Regions from separate parts of the Mus musculus genome. Here region 1 is linked to region 2. Evidence: chromatin contacts called from public Micro-C data. All regions are on one chromosome and are shown on one strand. Each heading gives the region's core, a stretch centred on a gene start, on an enhancer-like site or on the middle of the called end of the contact. The rest is flanking DNA. Distances are from core to core; before and after follow the strand shown.

Region 1 (2,893 bases), core at 92-2,591, 180 kb before region 2:
TCTGCCAGGTGAGAATGGGACTGGCAGTTGGGACCTGTGAGCCAGGCTTTCCTTCCATCAGGTGGGGGCCACCCTGTACAGCCTATGCCTGTAGCAATAGCATGGGAGGAGGGAGGGATGGAGGAAGGATGAAATGGGAGACACACACACACACACACACAGACCCATAGAGAAATACACAGAGAGAGACAGAGGCAGGCATAGATGCACACACATGGGTGGGCACACTCACACGGGGAAGGGAGAGACAGACATATCTATAGAGAAATATGCACACACACACACACACACACACACACACAGACATAAAGAGAGAAGGAGATAGAGACAGAGAAAGGCATAGACACTCACACATGGAGGGAAACACAGGGTGAGAGAGAGTGGGAGAGAGAGACAGACAGAGACAGACAGAGACAGACAAGCACGCACACACACACACACACACACAGAGTTAAATGTCAGGTCTTGGTGTACGTTCTAGGCTGTTCTCTCTCCTGCTGTGCCCTAAACCACAAAACCCATGCAAAGCTCTCCTTCCTCGAGGTGCAAGTTCCTTTCAGCCTGAATTATGCAGTCCCTATGAATCCCAATACTACTTGCTGCTTCCAGACTTTGTACCTCAAATTAACCTTTGACCAGACTGAAAAGCCACCCTGGCTCCCATCCTCAGCTTCTGACCTCCCCTGTGGGGGCTGCGAATGACCCATGCCCTGTACCCCTTTCCTTGACCATCTGAGTCCTCTGTGTCCCTCTCCCAGCAACACCAAGGGGGCACGAGCTCTTGTCTCTCTGCTGTGCTGAGTCTCATTCTTTTATCCCTTAGGGCATGCCATCAATAGTAAGTGGGGTGTAGGGTGAGGAGGGCGGGGAGTTGCTATTGAGTTGAGTCAAGATCTGTTATGGAGGGAATAGTGTAGACAGACCAGCTTCATGCAGGTTGATGAACTCAAGAGTGAAGAAGCCCCTGGGGACAGGGTTTGTGTAGAGAAACTCTTTGCTGGGTGCTTCTGTCTCTGAGCCACCAGGGGGCAGCAGAAACCTAGTCCATTAAAGGCCACAGTATATACCTAAAGGCAAAGCTCACTGTGGCCAGAGTTTTCCAACTGACCCACACCCAGTGAATGATGACAGCAGGTCACATTCTCTCTTTTCGTGATGTGACATGTTTCTTCAGATGGGGAATATTTATCTGGGGAATGTTATTCACGTTTCAGTGCTTCTTATACAAAGCATACAGGGTCAAATTGTTGAGATCAAGAACAGAAAAACATTTTTTCTCCCTATGAGGGAAGGTGAGGAGGGCAGGGAGCTCGTTGGAGGCTCCACCAATCCTGCCAGGCTCTCTCGTCGGTGCTCTCCGTCTGCCAGCTCTGCCTTGGCACTTGCGCCAGCGCCTGCTTGTCAGTAAACATTGTTCCTCAGCTTGTCTTTCCGTTGCTTTCCTTTCCTTAGTTTTCTTGTAACTTCATAGCTTTTTATGTTTAGGATCGTGACTCTTTGTTTTCTCTTTCTTTCTCCTCTTCAGTTTTTGAAAAAGGACACGTGGTTATTGAAGGGACAATCAAGATGCAAAAATTCAAAGGGGACCTTTTAACCACAGACATCTGTCATCAACATGCTAGTGAATGTCCGTCTAGACTTGAGTGGGGATTTATAGGCATAATTTATTTGCAACCTACTTTTAATAAGGGTTCAACCTCTCCTCTAGCCTGTCACCCAGCAGAGGCAGTGGAAGAGAAAAGTTGTTAGGATCTAGGGTAGGTGAACCTGTTCAGCAATAGTTCCTTGGGGGTGAGCTTGATCTTTGGCAGCAGCCCAGTCCTATAGCAGCTGCAGACCAGTCCTCTAGGCAGGCAGACACCATCCGCGAACCAGCAGCTACAGCAGCTACAGTTCAATCCTGAAGGCACTGTTAGGTTTGCTAACCAGCCCGAGGTGAGGCCATGGAAGCACCAAACGGCGGAAGGAACCTCACGAGCAGTTCTTGAGAGAGCTTCTCTCAATGGCAGTTGTAGGGAAGAATAGCAAGGTAAAAAAAAAAAAAAAAAAAAAACCAAACCGATGCTCAGTGCTCCTCTCTCACTGTCCGTGGGGTCGCATTTATACTCCTTCATCAAGCGTCCTTTCACCTGTCTGCTATATGCAAACATCCTTTCACCTGTGTCTGCTTCAGGAAAACATCATTTGGCATAACTAGCTTCCAGAGAAACTAGAAGTGTCCATGTCAGGGATTAGTGCATCTGTCACTGCTGCAGTCACACACCTGGAACAAGTTTACTGTGGCTCTTGGTTCTTGACGTTTATGATCAAGGGGCCACATCTTCCGGTTGTTTTGCTGGTAGAGTGCTGATGTGTCATCAAACATCAGCAAGGGACAAAGCATGCACTTGCGTTTGTATGTCTGGTCATTCCCTTTTCTTCTTCTTCTTGTACTCTTTCGACACAGGGTTTCTCTGTGTAGCCCTAGTTGTCCTGGAATTCATTTTGGAGACCAGGCTGGGCTTGAACTCAGAGATCTGCCTGCCCCTGCCTCTTAAGGGCTCAGATTAGAAGGCACCACCTCCTGGCTAAATTTCTTCCTTTCTTTCTTTCTTTCTTTCTTTCTTTCTTTCTTTCTTTCTTTCTTTCTTTCTTTCTTTCTTTCTTTAAGACAAGAGTTTCTCTGTGCAGCCCTGGCTGTCTTGCAATTCACTCTGTAGACCAGGCTGGCTTCAAACTAAGAGATTCACTTGTCTCTGCCTCCTGAGTGCTGACACTAAAAGTGTGCGACCCTGTGCCTGCTTTATTCCCTTTCCTTACAAAAGCACAAGAATTTGATGAAGGGAACTCTGCTCTTCTCCAAATCCTATTCACCTTCCGAGAGCTTAAGCACTGTAGTCAAATGAACTTTCAA
Region 2 (2,957 bases), core at 441-2,940:
TTCCCTGATTCATCACTTTGTCTGCCACTCAATTAGACAACACTTTCAAACATGGATGCTTCCTTCTACAAACTTGCGGGAAGTGGGTGTGGCCGTAGGCCCCGTGAAACCCACTTGTTTACTGCCTTGCCCGAGCATGAGCATGCGCAGTGAGGTTGCATGCGTGGGCTGCCTGCCAGGCTGGACAGTTCCTAATGATCCAGACCTGTCAGCCTATCAGTGACCGACCTGAGCTAGTGCCTGGCTACAAACTAACTTTACTTTGTTGTTTGGGATTAGAGGTATGCACTAAAGGTGTGTCTGTATTCCAGCCAGGAAGATTAAAGGTGTGTGCTGGGGGCTGAGCCATGCTACAGCAAGAAAAACAGCTTTTTTTTTTTCCTTTTTCCAGTAAATAACACGATCTTGGGGTTCATGGTGTGTTCAGATATCCCGCAACAGCAAGTCATTCAGACGATCAGTGCTGCTCTCTTAGCAGGGGACACTCCTCAAGCAGGACTGGATTAATCCATGGGAGCGAGCAGCTGAGCCGTGAGAAGCCAGAAAGCCTGATGTGGTCCACCCCTTTCCCTGGAATCACTCCTTTCCATGTGGGCTGAATGCCCACGTGCAGCTGTCTGATCTCAGGATTTCTATCATCCAGAGTGTGAGTCAAGATAACACTCTTTCTTTATAAACTCCCCACTCTCAGTGTAAACTAACACACACACACACACACACACACACATACACACAGAGCCTCATTTTGGGCAGTAGCAACAAGTACCCTGCAGAAAAGCTGGGCATCATCAGCTCTCTGAAGCTGAGGTTGTTCATGGCTCACAGCTCTGCCCATGGAACACAGGCTGTATGTCCTAGTGAGGGTTGCCCACCTCCAAATAAAGATGTGAAAAAAAAAATCACAGAAAGGAAGTATTAAAGCACCTCCATTTTATTGGGAACAGAGGCATAATGTGTAAAGACCAGCTGTTGTGTGACCAACCATAAGGTGACAAGCAGGAACAGGGAATCATTGTGAGCTGGACATCACTGGGTCCTATCAAGAAAGATGCCAAATGAGGATCGCGTGTGCCAGACTGCTTCATACACAAGACAATTAGACTCTCTACTTACTTAAGCCATGGTCAGGTTTTCCATGGCTCGATGCTTTCCGAGGTCATGTAGAGAGTTACCAGTTCCCTAAGCCTGCTGTCACAAAATTCCATAAACAGGGAAATTTAAACAATAGGAACTTACTCTCCTTCACTTTCCTTTGGAGAGTCAAGACCAAGATGTGGCAGAGCTGGTTCCTTCAGATGTCTGTGAGGAGTCTTGTTTCTTGTCTCTCCCCCACCCACCACCACCTATTTCCTGGTGGCTTGCTGACAAACATTGCTATCTCTGGATGTAAAGGTCCATCACCACCCCCACCACCCCCATCCCCCATCTCTGGCTGCATCCTCACCGCTGCCCTCCCTGGATGCATGTCAGCCTCGAGTCCTCTTTGTATAAGGGCTCCATTCTGATTGGACTAAAGCCCACTCCGGAACTACAATTCCACCTGATTCCCTCCCCCATAAACATCGCTTTGAATAAGGTATCATTCTGAGCTCCTGAAGTTCAAAATGAAAGCCAGGGACGGGGAGGCTACCATTCAAGCCATAACGGAAACCACTGTTGTGTGTGCTCAGTTCAAATCGTTTCCGCAGATTCTCTGGAAGCTCCAGCGGGGTTGGCCCAGCTCCTGGCTTCCTCTCCTGGCAACAGCCTCAGGTCTTTTTGATGAATTGAATGAGAAGTGGAGCCCTCAGGTCCAGTCCTGATCCTGCAGGTAAGGTGTGTGTGACTTGCCTCAGTCTCTACCTCTTGCCAAACAGCTTGCCAAACAGCATCACTCATCACAGAACCAGCAATTACATTTAAATGGCTGCTTTCTCCAATGGCCTGAGGGCTCTCATAGAACAGGGCTTGAGCTAGTGAGTTCACCTCCTGCTATGGCTCCCAAGCCTAGGGACTCAGGAAACAAACCCAAGGAGTCTCTAACCCACACTGGTGTGTGCCCTCTGTGTACTAGAGACACAGATGTTGGCCTCTAGGAGTTTGCCACCCTGGGTGGGGACAAACACAGACCGAATAAGATTCTATGCTCCTTGTAGGGGGAGGGACCAAAAGGCAGTGAAGTGAAGCACTCACCAGAAAGTCAGGCAGGGCTTTCTGGGGAGCTGAGCTGGGAATTATCCCAGCAGCTCAGAGAATGTAAACACTTGGAGATCAGAGGGCTTTCTGACATTTTGAGATGAAGCAGAAAAAAAAAGTCATGGAAGGAGAGATGGGGCCAGGGGCTGGGGCGGAGGGGGTGGGGGGCACGGGGTGGGAGGCACGGGGTCAGGGGAGAAGGTGGGTGATGAAGGAGCTTGGTTCTGATGCACTCCTCAGATAGAATCAGAGGAATGTCAACAGGCTGTGTGGTTAGTGATAGGATAGGAGCTGCTGAGGCGGTGGCTGTGGGATAGAGAAAAAAAAAATACTGGAATGAGATGCTAGGGATATGTCCTATATTCAATGGTTTGGGGTTTGTTTTTTTTTAAGATTTATTTATTATTTATTATATGTAAGTACACTGTAGCTGTCTTCAGACACTCCAGAAGAGGGAGTCAGATCTCTTTATGGATGGTTGTGAGCCACCATGTGGTTGCTGGGATTTGAACTCCGGACCTTCGGAAGAGCAGTCGGGTGCTCTTACCTGCTGAGCCATCTCACCAGCCGGGTTTGGGTTTTTTAGTTGTTGTTATTTGCTTTTTGAAATCTCCCCCCTCCCCCAGAGTCTCATTTTATAGCCCAAGCTGCACTTATTCTCATCATCATCCTTCTCCAGCCTGCTGAGTGTTGGGATTACTAGCACGTGCCAGTCATAACTGGCTGGATGGCTCAATTGGAGATGTTGAAGAACAAGCACCCTTTTGCTTGGTTCTGAAAAG

What was found. A called contact is a pair of places that touch in the nucleus more often than the background predicts.
Region 1: a contact with region 2 is called in a Micro-C map of the AtT-20 cell line, with 5 times the contacts expected there. The contact joins two enhancer-like sites. A contact is called at or near these places in 1 of 39 promoter capture datasets (the HPC-7 cell line), 4 of 484 Hi-C or Micro-C datasets (the AtT-20 cell line, embryonic fibroblasts and embryonic stem cells), 1 of 115 datasets of contacts at active chromatin or transcription factors (embryonic stem cells) and 1 of 9 other capture datasets (liver).

What each region holds. Positions count from the first base shown.
Region 1 is chr2:164,724,214-164,727,106 of GRCm38.p6, reverse strand. No RefSeq gene overlaps it. Among named protein-coding and RNA genes, the nearest start is that of Spint5, 10 kb to the right of the region's middle. Within about 2 kb of position 1,341, at least 6 of the 459 cell types and tissues checked have an H3K27ac peak or open chromatin away from gene starts, as enhancers often do. A contact at or near this core is called in the AtT-20 cell line, where this site is marked.
Region 2 is chr2:164,539,979-164,542,935 of GRCm38.p6, reverse strand. It overlaps Gm36090 (a long non-coding RNA gene), which reads left to right. Exons shown (of 6, transcript XR_375205.4): 2 at 392-646; 3 at 1,689-1,810. Among named protein-coding and RNA genes, the nearest start is that of Gm36090, 7.9 kb to the left of the region's middle. Within about 2 kb of position 1,690, at least 17 of the 459 cell types and tissues checked have an H3K27ac peak or open chromatin away from gene starts, as enhancers often do. A contact at or near this core is called in the AtT-20 cell line, where this site is marked.